Linked DNA regions of Mus musculus: regions 2, 3, 4, 5, 6 and 7 are each linked to region 1. The links are chromatin contacts, called in public HiChIP or PLAC-seq, Micro-C and promoter capture Hi-C maps. All regions are on one chromosome and are shown on one strand. The core of a region is the stretch at or near the end of the contact, and the rest is flanking DNA. Distances in the headings are between cores, read along the strand shown. Region 1 holds the start of Rcor3 (REST corepressor 3). Region 2 holds the start of Traf3ip3 (TRAF3 interacting protein 3). Region 3 holds the start of Irf6 (interferon regulatory factor 6). Region 4 holds the start of Hsd11b1 (hydroxysteroid 11-beta dehydrogenase 1). Region 5 holds the start of Prox1 (prospero homeobox 1). Region 6 holds the start of Tatdn3 (TatD DNase domain containing 3). Region 7 holds the start of Batf3 (basic leucine zipper transcription factor, ATF-like 3).

The links. Promoter capture Hi-C pulls out the DNA fragments that hold promoters and counts their contacts. Hi-C and Micro-C count contacts between places; a contact is called where the count stands out from the background. HiChIP or PLAC-seq counts read pairs in DNA pulled down with a chosen protein or histone mark.
Region 2: an H3K4me3 HiChIP or PLAC-seq map of the SCID.adh cell line shows a contact between it and region 1, with 12 read pairs. The contact joins the promoter of Traf3ip3 here to the promoter of Rcor3 in region 1. A contact is called at or near these places in 1 of 39 promoter capture datasets (the C10 cell line) and 6 of 115 datasets of contacts at active chromatin or transcription factors (the SCID.adh cell line, bone marrow-derived dendritic cells, bone marrow-derived macrophages and 2 more).
Region 3: a Micro-C map of embryonic stem cells shows a contact between it and region 1, with 5 times the contacts expected there. The contact joins the promoter of Irf6 here to the promoter of Rcor3 in region 1. A contact is called at or near these places in 15 of 39 promoter capture datasets (the 3T3-L1 cell line, the C10 cell line, HPC-7-derived erythroid cells and 10 more), 3 of 484 Hi-C or Micro-C datasets (the G1E-ER4 cell line, the HPC-7 cell line and embryonic stem cells), 7 of 115 datasets of contacts at active chromatin or transcription factors (the 230-238 cell line, bone marrow-derived macrophages, embryonic stem cells and 2 more) and 1 of 9 other capture datasets (pancreatic islet).
Region 4: an H3K4me3 HiChIP or PLAC-seq map of bone marrow-derived macrophages shows a contact between it and region 1, with 3 times the contacts expected there. The contact joins the promoter of Hsd11b1 here to the promoter of Rcor3 in region 1. A contact is called at or near these places in 1 of 39 promoter capture datasets (liver) and 1 of 115 datasets of contacts at active chromatin or transcription factors (bone marrow-derived macrophages).
Region 5: a Micro-C map of embryonic stem cells shows a contact between it and region 1, with 3 times the contacts expected there. The contact joins the promoter of Prox1 here to the promoter of Rcor3 in region 1. A contact is called at or near these places in 2 of 484 Hi-C or Micro-C datasets (both in embryonic stem cells) and 1 of 115 datasets of contacts at active chromatin or transcription factors (embryonic stem cells).
Region 6: a contact with region 1 is called in a promoter capture Hi-C map of erythroid cells, with 7 times the contacts expected there. The contact joins the promoter of Tatdn3 here to the promoter of Rcor3 in region 1. A contact is called at or near these places in 5 of 39 promoter capture datasets (embryonic stem cells, erythroid cells, hematopoietic stem and progenitor cells and 2 more), 2 of 484 Hi-C or Micro-C datasets (LSK cells and embryonic stem cells) and 2 of 115 datasets of contacts at active chromatin or transcription factors (the SCID.adh cell line and large pre-B cells).
Region 7: an H3K27ac HiChIP or PLAC-seq map of trophoblast stem cells shows a contact between it and region 1, with 7 times the contacts expected there. The contact joins the promoter of Batf3 here to the promoter of Rcor3 in region 1. A contact is called at or near these places in 2 of 115 datasets of contacts at active chromatin or transcription factors (large pre-B cells and trophoblast stem cells).

What each region holds. Positions count from the first base shown.
Region 1 is chr1:192,136,716-192,139,415 of GRCm38.p6, forward strand. Rcor3 (REST corepressor 3) reads right to left here and starts at 1,325. Exons shown (of 12, transcript NM_001346740.1): 1 at 1,024-1,325; 2 at 718-774. The coding sequence starts at 1,183. Gm10516 (predicted gene 10516) reads left to right here and starts at 183. Exons shown (of 4, transcript NR_033536.1): 1 at 183-346.
Region 2 is chr1:193,200,196-193,202,895 of GRCm38.p6, forward strand. It overlaps Traf3ip3 (TRAF3 interacting protein 3), which reads right to left and starts at 1,351. Exons shown (of 16, transcript NM_153137.4): 1 at 1,100-1,351; 2 at 698-803.
Region 3 is chr1:193,151,675-193,154,374 of GRCm38.p6, forward strand. Irf6 (interferon regulatory factor 6) reads left to right here and starts at 1,438. Exons shown (of 8, transcript NM_016851.2): 1 at 1,438-1,625.
Region 4 is chr1:193,240,971-193,243,670 of GRCm38.p6, forward strand. Hsd11b1 (hydroxysteroid 11-beta dehydrogenase 1) reads right to left here and starts at 1,390. Exons shown (of 6, transcript NM_001044751.1): 1 at 1,205-1,390; 2 at 362-492. The coding sequence starts at 1,292.
Region 5 is chr1:190,169,392-190,172,091 of GRCm38.p6, forward strand. It overlaps Prox1 (prospero homeobox 1), which reads right to left and starts at 1,436. Exons shown (of 5, transcript NM_008937.3): 1 at 877-1,436. Prox1os (prospero homeobox 1, opposite strand) reads left to right here and starts at 905. Exons shown (of 2, transcript NR_151620.1): 1 at 905-1,037.
Region 6 is chr1:191,061,625-191,064,324 of GRCm38.p6, forward strand. It overlaps Tatdn3 (TatD DNase domain containing 3), which reads right to left and starts at 1,286. Exons shown (of 10, transcript NM_001357166.1): 1 at 1,177-1,286. The coding sequence starts at 1,233. It overlaps Nsl1 (NSL1, MIS12 kinetochore complex component), which reads left to right and starts at 1,397. Exons shown (of 6, transcript NM_198654.3): 1 at 1,397-1,648. The coding sequence starts at 1,415.
Region 7 is chr1:191,097,008-191,099,707 of GRCm38.p6, forward strand. It overlaps Batf3 (basic leucine zipper transcription factor, ATF-like 3), which reads left to right and starts at 1,407. Exons shown (of 3, transcript NM_030060.2): 1 at 1,407-1,520. The coding sequence starts at 1,452.

The DNA of each region.
Region 1 (2,700 bases), core at 75-2,574:
GAGGGAGCCCGCAAGCTGCGCTGGCGGAGGGCGCTGGAACCTGGCTGTTCCGGAGAAAATGTCTCCTTGGCAGCTGCTGCCGCTGTCCTGTGGTCTGGCTTCCCCGGGCTGGGTCGGCGCGCGGGGAGGGGTTGGGGGCGACCGGGGCGGTGTCGGGCACGGGCGTTTCCCCGCCCAGGTCCACACCGCCTCGGCAGAAAGAAAAACCAGGATCCCGTGTGCGCCGGGGTCGCAGGGCTCGCCCTTGGCTCGGGCTAATGACAGCAGGCGGTTGCCAAGCGTGGCCCTGCGGAGCCTGGCTGAGCCCCGGGTTCCCAGGGCGGGTCGGAGTGGCATCTGACCTGGGGTAGGTTCATGCACACACAGATCGCACGCCCTCTCCTGCAGCCCTTGGTTTTGCAGTCCCCACGCCCCGGGCCTCGGACCCGCGACCTCCGTGCGAAGCCACCAGCGTGCAAGTGCCGCGGGAGGGAACCATGTTCACCTTGCCATGCACACATCTACCCCCACGCCCTGTGTCACTGCCCAGCCGAGCCTGCCAGCCTCCCCGCCCGCGATGCCCTGCCCTGCCCTGCCCTGCCCTGGCCTCTCCTGGTGCGCCCCACACTCAACACCACGTAACTCCCTCCCATCCCGACGCCGGCCACCCCAGAGCAAGCCTGGGGGAAAAAAAAAGAGAGAGAGAGATGGGGTTTTCCTGTGAGCAAATATATCTACCTGGATCGAATTCAGGGATCCGAGCTTGGTATTCAGCTCCGACTCTCATCCCAACATCTGCAAAGCAATGCCAAGATATATGGTAAAATGGTAATAAATAAGGAGAGGAGAGGGGAAGGGCAAGGCAGAGACTCTCCAGCCGCGGGAGCGCGGGCGAGGCCGTGGCCGGGTGGGGGCGGGGAGGCGCGGGTCGCGGGCTGCGGCGGCACCGGGAGTTCCGGCGGCCGCGGCTCGGCTCCGAGGGGGAGGAGGGCGCGGGGAAGGGGGCCGGGCGGACGGGCGGGGGCGGGGAGCGCGGCGAGGTACCCCCGTGCTCGTCGTCGCTGCTGCAGCCGCTCTCGGGCTCCGAGAAGTGCAGCCCGCCGTTGGCCGAGGAGCCGCCGCCTCCCGCCGGGCTCTTGGCGCCGCCGTTGGCCGATCGGCTCTTCCCCAGTAACTCGGGCCCTTTCTCCATCATGCCGGGCATGGTAGAGGAGGGGGAGAGGTGGCGTCAGGGAAGGGGGAGACGGCTGGCGGGCGCGGGCGGGAGCGCGGAGGAGGAGGAGGAGGTGTTAATATGGAGCCGCCATCACCGCCCCGGTCGAGCCGTAGCGCAGTCGCCCCACACCGGCCCGCCCCGGCCCCGCCTCCCTCCCCTCCCCCGCCGCCGCCGCCCCGCGCCGTGCCACCCGGCCGAGCGCCCCTCGTGGCCGCGCGCTCCTCACTGGGCGGCCGCGATCACTCCGCCCTAGGGAGGTTCCGGCCGCGGGGCGGAGAGACCAGAGGGCCGGGACCCCGCGCGTCCCCAGCCGGCCGGTTCCCGGGCGCTCGAGGGCCGGGAGACGATGTGGAGGCCCCGGAGGCGGCATGGAGGGCGGGGAGGCGGCCTCTGCCCTGTCTCAGCTGAAGGAATTTGGCCTGCTGAGGCGGGGCCGCGGGGCGGGAGCTGCTCCCGTGACCGGGAACCCGGGATGGCGGTCTCAGGAGCTGCTCCGGTGAGGAGCGGCGGGGATGGCGGCCTTTGACAGGAGCTATGAGGATGGCGGCCTTGGACCGGAGCAGCTCCGGTGACGCGGGCAGGGGTTGGCGGCCTCAGACAGGAGCTGCTCCCGCGAGGTGCGCCCCGGGGTAGGAGCTGGGTCCTCCGGTTGGAGGCAGGATCGGTTCACTCCGGAATGAGACCGGCCCTAAAGACCTGGCGAGGCAGCTCCTCTCTGCTGTGAGGTCCGAGAGGGACTGAAAGGGCAGTATTTCCACTTGGCTCTTTCCCTTTTGCTGTCTAAGAAGCGAATGCCACGAGTGGGGAAATAAATAACCGAACTCTACCTTCCCCGGGCCAGTGCTATCTGGGTCGACACTGCCTGGGGTGGTGGCTCAGAGCAATTCTGGAGAGGGTGGAGAGAGAAGTGCTCTGCAGAGAGGTGCTGCTGCTGCAGAGAAAGGTGAGGCCAGCTGCCTTCTGGCAGTTTGCACCCAGTTGAAGATTGGCTGGACTGTATTTCTTCCCCAGATTTAAGGATATTTGCTTATGACATACTGTCTGGGCAAGGAGGACGATTTGTGTCTCAGGAGTAAAGGGGGGGGGGAGTTGCTTAATATACAGATGTGTGTCCTGCAGAATTTGGGGGTAACAGTAAAATTACCTTGAAGGTTAAAACTGTTCTTTGGAATTCTGTTACTGAGAAATAACAGACCTACTCAAGAATTCAGCCAAGAAAACTCTGGGATACAAGAATTAGGCCGGTCATCTGTCTAAAGGAGGGAGTATTTTGTCCGGGTGGAGAAACAGTACTGGTACTGGAAATAGTTGATTTTTAGCTCTATATGTGTCCATTAATTTTTGAACCACAACTCAACCTCCCCTCCCGTTTTATTTTTTGAGACAGGATTTCTATGTGTACTTCTGGCTGTCCTGGAACTCACAGAGATCCGCTTGCCTCTGTCTTCTGAGTGCTGGGAGTAAAGAGCTGCACCACCACACCTAGCATCGGTTCCTTTTTTTAA
Region 2 (2,700 bases), core at 101-2,600, 1.1 Mb after region 1:
CTTCTGTGTGGTCTGGATGTAATCATCAACTCAATTAGGTCAGACAGGAAGTCAAAGAACAGGTAGGTGAAGAAAGGAGATGCCATTATAAGTGTGAGGGCTTAGGCTCCCCACTGTGGGACTTACCAGAGGGAGCTCCCAGGTTCCCTACCTTCCAGACGGGAAGAAGAAAGGTCTGAGGGGTTGAGAACAGGTCTGTGAGGATGTCTCTTCCTGTTCTCCATCTATTGTCTGTAGGGCCACTGAAATATGGCTATTTTACTCTCTGCATCATTAGGTCTTAATGCTTAGGAAGTTGCAATAGGAATGGCTCCCTAGAGAGAGGAGTGTCTCCAAACCCATAGCCTTCTACACCTCCTGGGGTGTGGCGTGACACCTGTATGGAACCACACAGCCTTCTAGGATGGTGGGATCATCCTGGCTTGCTTTAACGCAAGTAGGCTATGGAAAGTCTGATGGACAGGGACAGGCTATAGAAAAAAAGGAACTGGTCCTGTAGTTCAGAAAAAGGTCACAAGGCCACTGCCCAGGATTTCTGTAGTTTCTGAGGTACCCCTGGCCAACATGAAAGGGCCTAGTTAGAGCTCGGAGGAAGGGCTAGTACTGGCTAGGGAAGGCTCTCCTTCCTGCACAGGAAGACAGCAGCACACTGCCCCTCAACTACAGACATGTTGACTTGCCACAGTTTTGCACCTACCTCCTGGCTGTGTATGCAGAGGAGATGATGGGTGGCTTCCTACACGAATCTGGCCTTCTTAGTTCAGAGTTCTCAGCGGGAGCTGAAGAGCCTGTTACAGGGATCCCTACATTGAAGGGATTGGGAAAAGTCATTTAATTTGTGTTATGGATGCAGAGCACACCAACACCAAGCCATGCAACTCACACCTAACCGAAGCCATCAGACGGAGCAGAGCTGGGAGCCATACCCTGTGGTTGCCTGAGGTCTCTAGCACAGGATGTTTTTTTGTCATACAAGCCCCATCGAGTACATTCTACCACCTGCTGCTACGCAGGAGGCTGGCATGGCAGAGCGTATTCTGCCCCACCCTAAGTCAGCAGATCCAAACCAAGATCCCAAAGCATCTTCCTCCACAGTTACCTCAAGTCCCAGGTTCTGTCTCAAGTGTCTCAGGAGAGCCTTCAGCCCTTTCTTTCTAGGTCTCTCTGGTCTCAGAAGGCTGGGGAAGCTGTCAAGCCGAGTTTCTGAAGAAGTTTCTAAACCCCCTCACCATTTTCTTCTTATACTGACGTTATTTTCGCACAGCAGCATGCTGAAACAGGAAACACAAGCCACAGTGTTCACAAACCTCAGTTCCTCTCCTTGCCCTTAGCAATTTGAGAGGGCCCCTGCACTCTTGGGGCCTCCAGGGCTGGTGAGGAAGTCCACCCAGGCACCCACTCTCCAACTACCTGATTGGTCTGCTCTCTGGCAGTTTCAGCCCAGTATTCACTTCCTCTGGTTGGTGCTGTAGCTCGGTAGGTAGAGTGCTTACTTGCCTAGCAAGCACAAAGCCCTAGACTCCACCCCCAGCATTAAAAGCCAGACCTGAAACCCCGGCATTCAGGAAGTAGAGGCAGGAGGACCAGGAGGTCAAGATCATCCATATTGAGTTCAAGGCTAGCCTGAGCTACATGAAACCCTGTTTAAAAAAAAATGTTTTTCTAGGACTACACAGGGATGAATTCTGGGCCATATCTATACCTTGCCACTTCTGTGGTAAGACCCAGGAGGGATGTTTCTCATACCATCTAGCTGTTTGGAGTCTCTTTTTCCCAATACTGGCATTGGGTAGAGTCTCCTGTGGTCTGAAGGATCTGTGTGTTTTGTGGAGTTCCAGATCCTTGAGGGCATCCTGGATTCATGTCTTTATGAGGCAGTGTGGAGGGGTGAAATATGGAGGGCTAGAGGGCAGAAGGCAGGTAGCCAAAAGAATCTGAAAAATCCCAGTGAATTGAACTAAGAAATTTTGGGAAAAATTAAAGAGAACTGATACATTAAAAAGAAACTTACAAATGGGAAATCCCAGAGCAACTCAGGATAGATAAACAGGAAACTGAGTTTGTACAAGTTCAAGGACTGCTCTGCAACCTTCTGAACAAGCCACTCAGTATGGAGACTATACAGTTCGAAATGTGTGAGGCAGGTGTGAGACAGGTGTGAGGCAGGTGTGAGACAGGTATGAAGCAGGTGTGAGGCAGATAATGATATATTCAAGTAGCTAGGATAAGTTTTGTTAACATGGAGAACTTATCACAGTCCTCTTCATGACTGCTATTTCCTCATTCTCTTAAGAGAAAAAGTCAAGAAGTAGGCAGGAAGGAAGCACGCAGGCCAGATTCTTATACTAGAACCCAGACCAAGGAGGCTCCTAGGGTGAGAAATACCCGAGAACACAGGGAGACAGGAGATTGTATCAGAATTGCCATAGATCCTTTTGGACTTTATTAAAAACTATATAGAAATGTATACAGAGATCAAATTCTTATCTATGGCTGGGTACTCTTTGGGTGCTATACTCATGCTACTGGGACTAATGTTAATGCAAGTTCAAAGTCACATAGCATGGGTTCATGAGTACATGGGTACATGAGTGCATGAGTGCATGGGTGCATGAATACATGAGTGCATTACCAGCCCAAGTAATTTATTCTAGAATAAAGCTCCAGGTACTTTTATTAGTCTACTAGTGGTATCTATCT
Region 3 (2,700 bases), core at 188-2,687, 1.0 Mb after region 1:
ATCCCAGGCTGGCCTCAAACTCACTGTCTTCTTTTTCCTTCCCATTGTGATAAAAATAACCAGAAAAAGAAACTTAAGGGAGAAAAGTTTTTCCTGACTGCATTCAAGAGTGCACAGCCTGTCAATCCTGGGGCTTCAATATTCAGGAGCTTCAAGTTTCCTTAGCTGGGAACAGAGATTCACACACGCTAAAGCTTGGCTTAGCTTCTCCACTTTTTGCTCAGTGAATGATTCTGCTTACAATTAAGATGGGCCTTCCCACATCAATTAGTTTAATCAAGACAATCCCTCGAAGACATTCTCAGAGGCTAACCTTAATCAATACAACCCCATCCCACCCCCACCCCCATTGTCCAGAGGGCTGTCCTCTGGCTGTCTAGATGACAACTAATACTAACTTCACTCTATACAGTATTAGGTTAGGAAGGCTTGGTCTTCCCACCTCAGTCTCCTGAGTGGTGGACGCCTTTCATTGCTGTTATTCTTAGGACAGTGGGGAGGTTCTCACCCAGGGCCTTGATATACTAGGGAAACACTCTAAAAAGGAGCTACACCCTCAGTCTTCCTCCTAAGTGCCTTGCCCATGTTCCATCTCCTTGTTTCAGCGGCGTTTGGTGGTGAAGGGTTTGCCTCACTGCCTGGACGCTGCTTTCATAGTTGATCAATGGATAGGGCAGGTGGGTGGCACTTGTCAGGCACACAGGACATGAACTCCAGGTGGCAGAAAAGACTCTTACTCTGCAAGGTATTGTGGGATATTCTACCCTCACTTCAATAATAACCAAACGTGCTATGTACTTTATAGACACATATTGAATGCCCACATAATCTACCAGGCAGGCGATTTAGAAATCCCACTCTACAGAAAAGAAACGGAAGCTCAGGTTGCTGAGAAAACTTTCTTAGGTCTCTAGTGTCCGATAAAGACAGGGGCGAGGTGGGGTGGGGGTTTGAACGCCACAACTGGCTCCAGGGTCTGTGCTTTCAACTAGCACTTCATGGAGAATGGAAAAAGTGAAAATTGCGGTCGCCTTTGAATAGATAGAACTTAAGGTAGAACACGGGGTCCACGGGCAGTCCTGGAAGGTGCATTGACAAGTCCTGGAGTAGCTTCTCAAAGCCAAGTCCACCTACGCAGGTCCTCGTGCTAGTTCTGGGGCCCAGTCTCAGAACCCTCACTTGTGCAGGGTCACTACGGGAGGGGCGACGCTCTTCTATTTCGACGTGAACTCCTAGAACCCTCCCCCCCAAAGTCCCCAGGACGATCGGACACCCGCAGGGTGAGGCCCACACAGGGACCGCTCCCTCGGTGGCAGGGGCGTAGGGTGACGAAGAGGCAGGGCGGGGCCGGCGGCCCAGGAACGCAGAGGATCAGATTTCTCGCAATGCACCAATCCTGAACTCCGGGGGATGTGGCCACACCTGGAGGGCGTGACCAGACCGTGCAGGGGCTGTGGCATCCAGGGCTAGGCTCTGAGCACTGGGCACCGAGGTGGGCAGGTGCGGGCCTGTGCCGGCCGCAGAGGAGCCCGCGGTTCCCAGCCGCACCTAGCCGTCGGGGGAGCTCCTGTGCTGCGGCGGTGTGAACTCTTGTGCACCTGCTCCTGAGCACGGACTGAGGCCAGGTGGGGACGCCGGCGTTGGCAAGCCACCTGAGGGAGGACAGACACCTGACGGGTGGAGCCGGGCCCATTGGAGTTGATGTGGGCGGGGGAGCCGGCTTGGGTTCCGTGTCCCGCACCAGTCTGGGTGCTGGGCGCTGGGCACCCTTCTTCAAGTAGTTTTGGGACGGCACCGGGCCCCTTCTGATCCCCTCCCGCAGAAAGAGCTTGTTTCTGCTCCGCCTGCTCCACCATCGGATGGAAGGAAGGAATCCCTTCCACCCTAGCCTCTCCGGTTTTAACTAGCTTACTCTGAGGCTGGCTCCTCTGTCCCAGCGGGGACTTCCCAGGCCCCGAGGCCCTGGGTTCTAGTGGCTGTTTAGGGAAAATCGGGATGAGGATGACCTAGGGTTTGGTCGGATTTGTTTTCCTTTTTCCGAGTGTCTTAACACAGTCAAGGCCGCTCACACTGGGCCTGGGAGATGTCTGTGGAGTTCCAGGTAGCCAAGCTAGGTGCTGGGGAGGGTGGCGCCAGGCGTGGCAGCTCTGCCGGGTGAGGCCCTCCTGGCCTGAAGGGGCTGGAGGCGGTGCGCGGAGAGCAGAAAGCCTCCCATACCTGCCTGGAAGGGAGGCCTGGGCTGCCGTGCTTCGCTCGGTGATAAAGTGGTAACCAGCCTTCCCTGTTTTCTTGGTGGGTATCAAGATGGAAGCTAGGGAAGGGAGAGGGCGAAGGTGCTTGGGCAGGGATTGGTGAAGTTGCTAGTTAGATCTGTGTGTCACACATGACAGCACAGTGGCCTACAGCTTGGCCTTGTCATCCACCAACTCCAAACCCACAGGGAGGAGGTGTGTGAGGATGTGAGCAGTAGAATAGCATTTACTCCGAGGCAAGGTGAAAATTCATGGAGCTGGCATTTCAGTTCCATTCAGGAAGAATGGGAAACTAGGGCAGTCCCAACAGCTGCCTTTGAGACCTGGCCCAAACCACCAGAGCCTTCTAGCTTGAGGTCTAGGATCCACTCCTGGAACAGACAATGAGGACAGTTCGTGCCCCAGGAGCCTGAAAGTGCCCCTGCCCTCTGCTCACAGTGAGGAGGTG
Region 4 (2,700 bases), core at 140-2,639, 1.1 Mb after region 1:
AAACAAATGTTTCCAAATGCATTGTGGGTGTGGGTGCTTGTTTCTATGTGGGTAGATCGGAGTTTGAGTGTTGTATGACCTAGGGCTCTCAAACTTGTGAGACTATGGGGCATGCCAACATAAATAAATGCATGAGCAGATACAGGAACCCCAGTCTCTGAATACATGTATCTGCACAAGGGCAATGTGTATGAACAGGTACAACTATGAACATACACAGTCAAAGAACTCTGTGGCTACCAACACCAAACACATGCAAGTGTGTGTGTGTGTGTGTGTGTGTGTGTGTGTGTGTATTGGGTGGGGGGGCAAGACTTTGTACATTAAGTGTGAGACTATAAGGGGGACACAGAACACTCACCTTCTGGAGACCTTCCTCCGACCTGGCAGTCAATACCACATGGGCTCCCATTTTTGACAGATGATATGCCATTTCTCTTCCAATCCCTTTGCTGGCCCCAGTGACAATCACTTTCTTTCCCTGGAGCATTTCTGGGGAACCACAGAAGCCGTGAGTGTCCCCAAAGCCTTGTCTTGCTTTCCATACTTAGAGGTTGTGAGCCCAGATCATTTTATCTCATGCTGTAACCACTGAAGCTGCACTTGCGGTTATTCATAAACAGGCTCTCAAACATGGGTTTGGCCTGGATGTCCAGAGCCGAGCCATCCTGCTATCATTTCTAAAAATCTCCACACGCAGAGATCATAGAGACAAGGCCAGAGAGGTCAGAGTTTGGTGAAAGTACCCAAGTTCAACCCTTTTGTCATAATCTAATTTTGCTAACTTGAAAGGGAATTTAAAAGAGCATCACAAAATGTGTTCACAGAGATTTCAGCCCATCTACTTAGTCATCAACTTCATAACCCTTTTTTTTTTTTTTTTTGATTCTCGGCTATCAGTATCTCCATGGAACACAGCTATCTGGATGAGCCCTGTGTCTGGGTACTACCTTCCCTTCTGTAGATCTGACATCACTTTCCATGCTGTAGGTCCAGCAAAGCATGACCTCCTTGGCTGTAAGGCTCACCCCCTCCCAGTCCTCTCCTGCCCACAGTCTGTGGCTGGAGGATACAGGGTTACAGATTCAACATTAGGGTTTGAATCAGTGATGTAGGGATCAAGAACACAGCTAGAACTTTAGGAACATTCCAGCACCTCTGTGTTTTAAGCCTGTTTCTCCAAATGAGACACAGTGGTACTCACCTGGTCTGAACTCTTCATTTGTAGAATAGTAGTAGTAGGCCAGGAAGAGCACCAGGATCGGGAGGAGGTAATTTTTCATAACTGCCATCAAACAGGGACCTGGCTCAGGGCGCCCTGTAGGACACACGAAGAAAACCTGCAGAGCTTTCTACAACCTCCCAGGCAGGCAGCAGCCTCTGAATTGTGACATCAGGGACGGGGGAGGCTGGAGTAGTCTCAGGCAGCACTAGCCAACTTCCCTGTCAGAGCAACGATTGGCTTTGGGTGGGATCCCATTCGTCCCTGGCAGCCTGCGTGGTGGATTTCATAATGGACAATGTTTACTCCATTTCATTGAGTAAGAGGCAACTTCCAGATGGCCAGGCTCATGACTGTGCAGGGCTGGGTTCCTGAGCATCTCCTACTGCGACATCCTTTGCACACGGCAGAATGGCCTTGCAAGAATGGCTTGTCAGGGAGGGAGGGGGAGAGGGCAGAGCAAGGGAGGGAAGGAGGAAGGGAGAAAGAGAGGGAGGGAGGGAGAGAAAGAGAGACAGAGACAGAGATACACACAGAGAGAAACAGCACCTAAGAACCCCTGAGCATGTGGGGCTTTGGGGAAATATGAATGATATCAAATAGAGCTAAACTCAAGCCAAATCTCACCCTTGGCCCCACTCCCCAGTCAGAAGCAATTAAAAATAAGAACACAAAACAGCAAAATAAGCTCAAGGGAAAAAAAATGTGCATGTCTTAGGAGAAAAAAGAATAAAGCAAACAAGCCATATAAGCCCCACACTCCAGTTCAATGAAAAAGCATTACAACATCAAAGAGAAGTTGCAACCCAGCCAGACCCAGATGGCGGGAAACCCAAGCTCAGTTCAAGACTCTCAGGCAAGTGCAAGGGAGCTCACCCTTATTACTTTAACAGAGAATGAAGAAGGAACAATGGGCCCCAAAACGGGAAGAAAGGCAGCAGGTTGTTAAACTGGGTTATGCAAATGCTGTGGAGCAGCGAGGAACAGAAGAGGATGCTGAGAAAAGGAGGCCAGACTAGAAGATCTAGACCATCTTTGGCTATAGCCACACTGCTCGCTCATAAGCTGCAGTGCTAACCTTTTGACCTCTACTTTGAGTCTGGGTCTCAGTTAAGTTGATCAGGCTTGCCTGGAACTTGCTCTGTAGCCTCAGACTTGCGATCCTCCTGCCTCAGCCTCCCAAAGAGTTGGGATTCCATACCTGTTGCCATAAAGTTCCAAGGGATGTACTTGAAGTAAAACTAGCATAGAGCATCCAAGTCCCAGGTAAAAAACGATCCAACAGGAGCATCAAGACAAGAGACACTCTAGCAATTAAAAATGTGTCGTTATGACAAGGCAGAAATAATCACCTTCTTTTATGTGTAGCAAGATTTTATTAAAGAATAATCCTCAAAGAGTTAAAGACACACCACAGTTAAGTTTTTCAGCTTAAAACTTGCCACCCGTGTCATGAAAATCACCCAGAACAAAGCCAA
Region 5 (2,700 bases), core at 186-2,685, 2.0 Mb before region 1:
CAAACTCCCCCTACTCAGTGCTTCCCAGCGCGGCGCAAGCAGACTGGGTGGACTGGCACCGCGCTCGCTCCTCCGTACCGGACCGTCCCCCAACTCGTCTCTCCTCTGTTGCAGAGCTGGGTGCAAGCTCCCGGCGCTGAGCACACAGAGGAAAGTCACCGGGCGCCCCCTCCTCCCCGCCCTCTTCCCCACGGCCGGCCCTCTGCCCCGGGTTAAAAAAGGAGAAGTGAAAGGTATGCAAACAGCAAGCAAATAGGGAAAGCCGGGAAGAAAGGCAGCTAGAATAAACAAGACAAAGGGAGAAGGACTCGGGGACAGGCCCTGGAGTTTCAACTCCCGGAGAAGAAAAAGAAGAAGCTGGGAAGATTGCAAGAAAAAAAAAATCTAGAAGAACAACAACCAAAAGGGACTCATCCCCCTCGCGGCCCCCTCCCCTGAAAAGAGTGCAAGAAAAATAAAGAAATAAAAATAATACAAAATAAAAGAAAGCCAGAGCCTCAGCGCATCCCAGACACAGTACACAAAAGGTGACAAGATCAGCGACAAGTCCAGCAACACCAGCCTCCCCCCATCGCCACCATCATCCCAGTCACCGGCAGGCGCGAGAAAGAAATAAAAGCCAAGCAGGTCACTTACTCTTCGTTTACTGGGAGGAGCGGAGCTCGGAGTTCCACTGAGCCTCCTGCTTAGAAAACTGTTTTTAGAGGCTATTTGATCACGATTCATGTAAATAACACCATTTTCCCCCTTGGAAAAAGAATGTTTACACGGGTGTGAGTAACGGGAGGCTCTTCTCTCTCTTTCCCATTCAAGAACGAGCCAGTGCGAGCGATTCTGGAAAAGGGGAGGGGACAGCAACCGGGTGAAGATACTTACGCGGTGCGGGCAGCAGCGGGGCGCAGCCACTCTCTCTCTTTCTCTCTCTCTTTCTTTTCACTCTCTCTCTCTCTCCCCCTCTCTTCTTCTCTTGCGGGCAGAGAAGAAACCCACGCGCGCACGCGGTGATGTCTTACTGGTGATAATTGGCCCAGGGGTCGGTGAGTCTGTGCGGGAGCGAGTGATCTGGGCGAGTGCTGAGAGGCGAGGGGAGAAAGGAGGGAGGGGAGGGGAGAGGCGCGCAGGGCAGAGCCGGGAGCCCGGGGAAAGAAGGGGAGAGAGAGCGGAGAAGGCGGCGAGGGCTGGAGCGCGGAGCGGTGGCCCGAGGAGCAGCGGGCACGGCGGAGAGGCTTGTGTGCGCCGCGCGGCTTCCCCGGCTGCAGTGGCCGTCGCTTTCCCAGCGCTCTCTCAGCTGAGGGCTCCGCTCCACAACAAGATTTACTTTAAGACACAGCTGAAGGAAACAGGAAGACTGCACGTCACAGTCCCACTGACGTACCCGGTCCCAGCACCCAATCGCGAGGCGCCTTCGGATTCAAGGGGGGATAGCGAGGCAAGAGAACTTGTGAGGAAAAAAATATACATATATATAAAAGGGGTGGGGGTGAGGGGCTGGGGAGAGAGGAGGAGAGGGGGGCCCAGCGCTCCCCCGCCCGGGCCACCAGCCCCGGCCCCCACCCCGCCCTGCCACTGCTTGGGGCGCCTGGATCGCCGCGCCCCGGCCGCCGCGAGCCATCTGCGGGCGTTGTGCACCGCGGCGCCCGGCTCACACTTGCTCTTCCAGGACGCAGGTCTTTTTTTTTTTTTTTTTTTTTTTTCCATTTCACTGACACAGATGATGGAGTTCTCCCAGCGGCCGGGAGCACTCCCCAGACTGGGATGGAGGAAGGCTCGGAAAAGTATACAGGATAAAAAAAAGTGGATATTTTAAGGGTCGGGGTGGCATAAAGGGCGGAATGTTGTGGGGGGGGGGCACAACTCGTTCTGCTTTGGAAATGATCATAGATAGTATCAATAGGACCAGTCACCCTAGTTTCCTTTTAAAGAGGATGAGCAAACACAGGTAGGCTTAGGTTTTAAAAAATAAATAAGTGCCAGAGATTTCACACTGGGGCCGCTAAGTCTGATATTAAAAACCTCTACCCGCACTGGCTGAGTCCCAGTCAATCAGACCTCAGAATTTATAGGAATTCGCCCCCGATTACCTTTAAAAGTATTATTTCAATTGTAGGCATAGTGACCACATATGCTATAAACATCGTTTCTGGCCACCCTTCTCCAGTTCGCACATCCCTACATGGCCAAAGAAACTAGTTCGATATAGGATTCACATGATTTCGAAGTCTGAATGACAAACTTAAAAGTTTATTGGGCAAGACATCTCAGACTCTAATACTTAAAGCCACATAAAACACACGTTGGTTTGACATCTTGGGTGAAAATTAGCAGCAAGGTTTCTTCAGATAACGTGGCTCTTAAAGAGGGCCTTGGCTTTCCTTGACAAATGCTGAAGAGCCTCCAGCCTCAGCTTGAATGGTCCTCTCCCTGGGCACAGTTAACAGCAGCGCTTACTAAAGAGGCAGTGTGGACATAAACACTCCATAAACCCCGAGCCTCAAGAGCTGAGAAGCACTTTAAATGTTCATACCTAGGAGATTAGAGACTTTTACAAAAGGTGCTGTGGGGACAAGAATTTTTTCTGAGTCCCTCCAATTCAATCAGATCAAAGGTTGAAACGTGTTGTGACAGGGTATTTATAAGATGCGAGTACACCAGCAGACCCGCCGCCATCGTCTGCCGCGCACACTCTAGGACCTTCTCCGA
Region 6 (2,700 bases), core at 36-2,535, 1.1 Mb before region 1:
GATTCTGCCTTTTTCCTTTGTTTGTTTAACATCCTCGACCACACTATGTAAGATCTCTATCACTAAGCTATATCCTCCCCTTCTCGTGGTTTTTGATACCATGCTGAATCTCCAACTTACAGAGTTTTTACTCTCTCCAAGACCCACGACTCACATTTGAAATGATTATGTATTCTAATCTTTCCACTTGGATGAGATCAGACTTAACCAATATCCCCCCACTAGGATTTCCAGCTGCCCACCTGCCCACTCTGATCCCAAACCTTTTCTCGTCTCAGCAAAGGCCATCACCATCTTCCTTACAGGAAGCACAAACTGAAATCTAAGTCATGCTCGATTTCTTCCTCCCCTTGCTGTTCTTATCCAAGGCATGCATGTACTGTTGGTGTTATTCCTAAAATTTGTTGAGTACATGGTATTCTCATGATATTCTCACTGTACTGGCTTCTACCAGCTCTTGTCTGTAAACTGAGACGTTTCCTAAATGCTCTCACTTTCTCTCCTCCACCTTTTTGCCACTCAGCAGCAAATTTGTCTTCAGAATATTCGCTCTCTATATATATTTAAAATGGGTTTGTTTTTAAACTTTTAAGGGTTAAGACTGTGCATCTAATGCAATCCAAATGTCTTACTGACCTTGACCTACCCTTCCCAGCTCCTGGAAATTTCTCCTTTATTAAGTGTTTCCAGCTGCTGGTTAACTAAAACAGATCAAATTCTATAATGTATGGGAGGTCTACAACCTGCCGGTGTTCATCACTACCATACACTCACACCCTAAGCGTCACCTCCTAAGAAAAAGGCACCTACTTCTCCTTCCTCTTCACTTTCCCCAATGTAGCCGGTAAAACCTATTTCCATCCCTACACATTCACTCCATCAAGTGTTATTATTTTTGTTTGTCCCTCTGCCGGGCCAGAACTAGAACCTCTGCTAAGGGCTTGGATGGATCAGCACACCTCAAGAGTGGTAGGAGAAAGGGGTGTTGAGACGACAAACTAAAGCTTCATAGAAATAGTTAACCGCCGTGTAAGATGAGGAATGTCAGTTCCAGGACGCTGGTTCGAAAGGGTCGCCATAGACTAGGTACGGTCTGAGGATTTGGGGGAGAAAAACTTGCGGGAAAGGAGACACGGCCCTCCCGACTCCCGCAAGCCCCAAGTCCCCCTCACATACGTTGTCAAAGTCCGAGGCGGAGAGATGGCAGTGACAGTCCACTAACCCCAAACCCATAGCTACTCCTGCAGGCTTCTCGACTGCAAGCCAGGCGGCGGAACTCTGGGGCCGCGGAACCCGAGGCGGAACCTTGCGGCGGCGGCGGATCGGGTTTCCAGTCGGACGCGTGCAGGAGCGTTCCAGGGAGGGAAGCATCCTTCCGGTCTCAGCGATTCCCGCCTTAGTTTAAACCGGGAAGATGGCGGCTGTCTCTGAAACAGTGCTCGTCTCCGCCCCGCAGGACCACGATGCCCAGGCCGCCTCAGACCCTCAGGCCACGGCAGCAGACTCTCCCCTAGAGGACTTCCGAGTGCGCTGCACCTTGAAGAGGGCGGTGATGGAAGTGATGGAGATGTGCGGTCGCTTCGTGCAGGAGCTCGGGGCCGTGCTGCCGGAGGACGTCCGCGAGCTCGCGCTGCGGGACGCACAGTGGGTACGGACCCCTCTTTCCCGGTCCTCACCCAGCGCATCCTGGCTCTGGCTCGGGGCCCATGTCAGGCCTTCGCAGATGGAACGATGCCCAAGACTGGCTTGGGAAATGCCAGGGAAGGCAACTAGATGCTAGTGCCGCCTGGGTGCTGCTTCCTGTCAGGAACATACAGGGCGAACACGTATGTAATCTTAAGAAGCAGGCGGTATTAAGTGTACCCATATTCTTGAACATGTACAGCGCTATACGTATAAACAAGGCATCACATTTTGCTTTCATAGCAAGCTTTCAAATCTTGTGTTTTACAAAACATTTCTTTTGGTAGTTAAGTGCGCAGTAAAGACAAAGTCGCTCTCCTGTGGGCCAGCGCAACTTTGCTGGTTGGTATGAGGAATTCTCCAGGAAATGATAATCCTTGAAGTCAGTCATCTGGCTAGGTTTTTGGTCATTGTTATTGTTTTTGTTTGTTTTTATAACATCGTGTGGATTCGGGGAGAAAACATTTTCTTTTTAAGTTGAAAATAGATGAAGAAGCTGTCTTGGTGTTAAATTTTACCAAGTTCTAGTTGAGCTGGTCATGACAGTGTATGCCAAGTACTCGGAAGGCAGGGGCATGCAAATCTCTGTGAGTTCGAGACTAGTCTGGTCCACGCCGTGAGTTCCAGACAAGCCAGGGCTACGTAGAACCTGTGCATCCTGTTGCTCCCCCGGCACCCATAAACCCTTAGAACACACTTATTTCTCCTATATTTTGTGTACCCCTGAATATGATGGTTTCTGGGAAAAGACACTAGAGATCGAAGGACTGCTAACTCAAGCAGATAAACAGCCTATATGTAGGGGAAAGTTTCAAGCTTGTAACAGCACATTCATGACCAATGACAAGAGTGCAGAGTAAATATAGAGGTTGTCAGCATCAAAAACTAAAACAACAGTGGTTAAGGGAAAGAATAATGAAGAAACCTTCCTTGGATTGTAGTTTTATACCCCAGTTTTGGGAATAGTAGCTCCTGTGTTATTCTCTCCTTAGAAGTAAGGCAAGGAGAGAAACGGCA
Region 7 (2,700 bases), core at 157-2,656, 1.0 Mb before region 1:
CAAGGACAGAGGTCCTGGGCTGACCCACACCAAGTGCAGGATGCTGTGCTGTGCACTCCTCTATACTGTGTGAGATGTAATTGTCTCTCTCTCTCTTCTCTCCCCTCCTTCTCCCCTCCCCCCACACCGGAGCATGCATGCATGTTGATAGAAGAGGGTCAGAACTAAAATTTGGGCGGAACCATTAGCATGGAGAGGCTCTGCTGTGATGTGTGGACACTGGCTATGCCGTGACCTACTAGCACACATGACCACTACTGGTGCCTAAAGCCGCGCAGGCAGGTTCAAACAAGCTCCTCTCTCCAGACTTACGGCTTAAATTCTGGCACAGAGCCATGCACACTGGGGTGAGGACTCAGAAAGGTCACCTCTCCCACTGCCCAGAAGCCAGTAGGCCAAAATGAGCACACGAGAAAGGCCACTCTTGTCTGGTTCCCATCCGTCCCCCAGTTCGTGGTTAGCTTTCCTCTCCTATGCTATGCACAAACCACAAACCTGCAACCGCTAGGGTTTTTTCTTTTTTTCTTTGCTGGGCACAGTCATCTTGACTTCATATTTTAAAAACTGGCAGGCGGGTGAAGAGGGATGAGATACGTCTCTACCTAGTCTGACATAAACATAGCAACCATATATTTTAGCCTTTAGTAGGTATCACCTTAATCTTGAAGAAGCAAATGCAGCTAGCCCATGGGACCTTAGCATGGCCTGCCCAGACCTTTGAATGTGTGAGGATGGACTTCAAGCGTGGTTTCGACTCACAACCTCTCTTTGCCGCTCCCCCCGCCCCGCCCCCCCCCATCAGAATTCGCCCTCCCAGTCACCTCGCCCCCTCCCTCCCACTGGACCAGACGCCGCCGCAGTGGAAAAGCCCTGAGGCTCCCGCTGTCCCCATAGCGCGGACGGTCTCTGCTGCGGTCCCTGCCCACTGGCGCCACCGGTCCAGGTGCCGCCTCGCCCGGAAGAAATCTCCCCATCGGCGGTGACCGGCGCTGGGGCGCTAAGGGAGGCTGCGAAGGGACATTGAAGCCACCGAGCCACTCACTGGTGCTTCTCACCCAAACTTCCCAGGAGCGGCCGGAGGACCGTCCACGGCGGCGCTGCGCCAGCACCCCGTCTCCACCCACTCGGGGTCTTCTCCGTGGGTGGGCTTCGGTGCTGCCACGTGACTTCCACGAAGAGCGGGGGCCCTTAGCGGAAAGCAGCGACTTGGGTGGGATCCTGGACCCCGAGGTGCGGCGAGAGGGTGGGGGGAGGAGGAAGCAGGGGCGGGGTGGGAGTAGGGGGCGGGGCCGGGCCGGGCCGGGACTGGACACGGGGTGGGGAGGCGGGCACCGTGGAGCCCGGAGAGCGGGAAGCGGCGGGGCGGGGCGGGGCAGCAAGTGCGGGGATGCGGGCGGAGCGCGGGTAGCAGAGCCCCACGTTCAGGGCGCCCCGTGTGGCGAGCGCGCGGCATGTCGCAAGGGCCCCCCGCGGTCAGCGTGCTGCAGAGAAGCGTGGATGCGCCCGGGAACCAGCCGCAGGTATTGGACAAGGGGGCCGGGTGTGAGGACCGGGTGAGGGTGAGGGCAGAGCTCCAGGTGCGCCCCCGCCGTGCGCCCCCGCCGTGCGCCTCAAGCGCTTGGGAAGGCGGCAGCCCCTCCAGACTCGGCGCCGAACACGTGGGTCCGCGCTGCTGTGGGCAGTTTCATCCTTGACTCCTGTGGGCGCTGGTGGGAGGGGGCCCGGAGCTCCGATATTATGAATTCAGCCCAAAGGGGCGGTTCGTCCCTGCATCCAACCCACTGGCCAAGATCCGCATGGGGAATGTCGGACCGGTCAATTTGTGGGTGTGGGGTTTTGTCTCTAATGGGCAGACTCCACCCCCAGCACGGGTGGAAACTTCTCGCCCCAATATGATCAGCACCCTCTGTTGTCCCAGCTTTCAAAGCTGTAGTCACAAGAAGCTGAGACCAAATAGAGGCCACTGTTGGAACACTTCTTGGCCACCTGGTTGCTTTATCAATAGATCAGGTCTTATTTTTCTTAGTCACCACACACACTCCCAACTCTCTGCTTGAAGTGTAATGTCCCAGGATGACCCTGGAAGTCTGAGCCAAGTAGTTGGAGTGGCCTTATACTATTTGCTTCGACTAGCGGAGCCTCAATTTCCCCATCTATAAGATGAACTCTTTTTGTATCTCCTGAGGACGTTTGCAGAGGTCATGTGAGTGATGGGTGATTTGTGTCTCCATTCGTCATTCCTGCCCAGAGGGAAGGTGTGATCATCTGTGGCAGGTGATGTGACAGCTCCCAGAGGACAGGAGGCATGCTGCCCCTTGCCCTGAGACTTGTTGGCTTTGGAGAATAGAGACATTATTTCCTGTCAAGCACCAGTGGAGAGCCAGTGAGGTCAAATCTCAGGTCAGCTTGATTCTGGGCAGCAGAGCCCAGCAGTGTTCTGAGTACAGGGCAGGGTCTTAGTTATTATATACGGTGGAAGGCTTTGTGAGGGTGTAAAAGCTGAAGTTACATCGTTTATATGGCATGTCCCCCTGGATGCTCCAGGTGTGTTTATCAAGACCTTTGGGGTGTAGTGATGCAGGAGTACAATTCCAGAGCTAGGGAGGAAAGGGAAGGGAGACTACGTGAAACTGTTGAAGAAGGGGGTGGGGGGAGGACTTCTGGAAGGCACGTTTTGACACCTGTGTTCTCCTGAGCAGG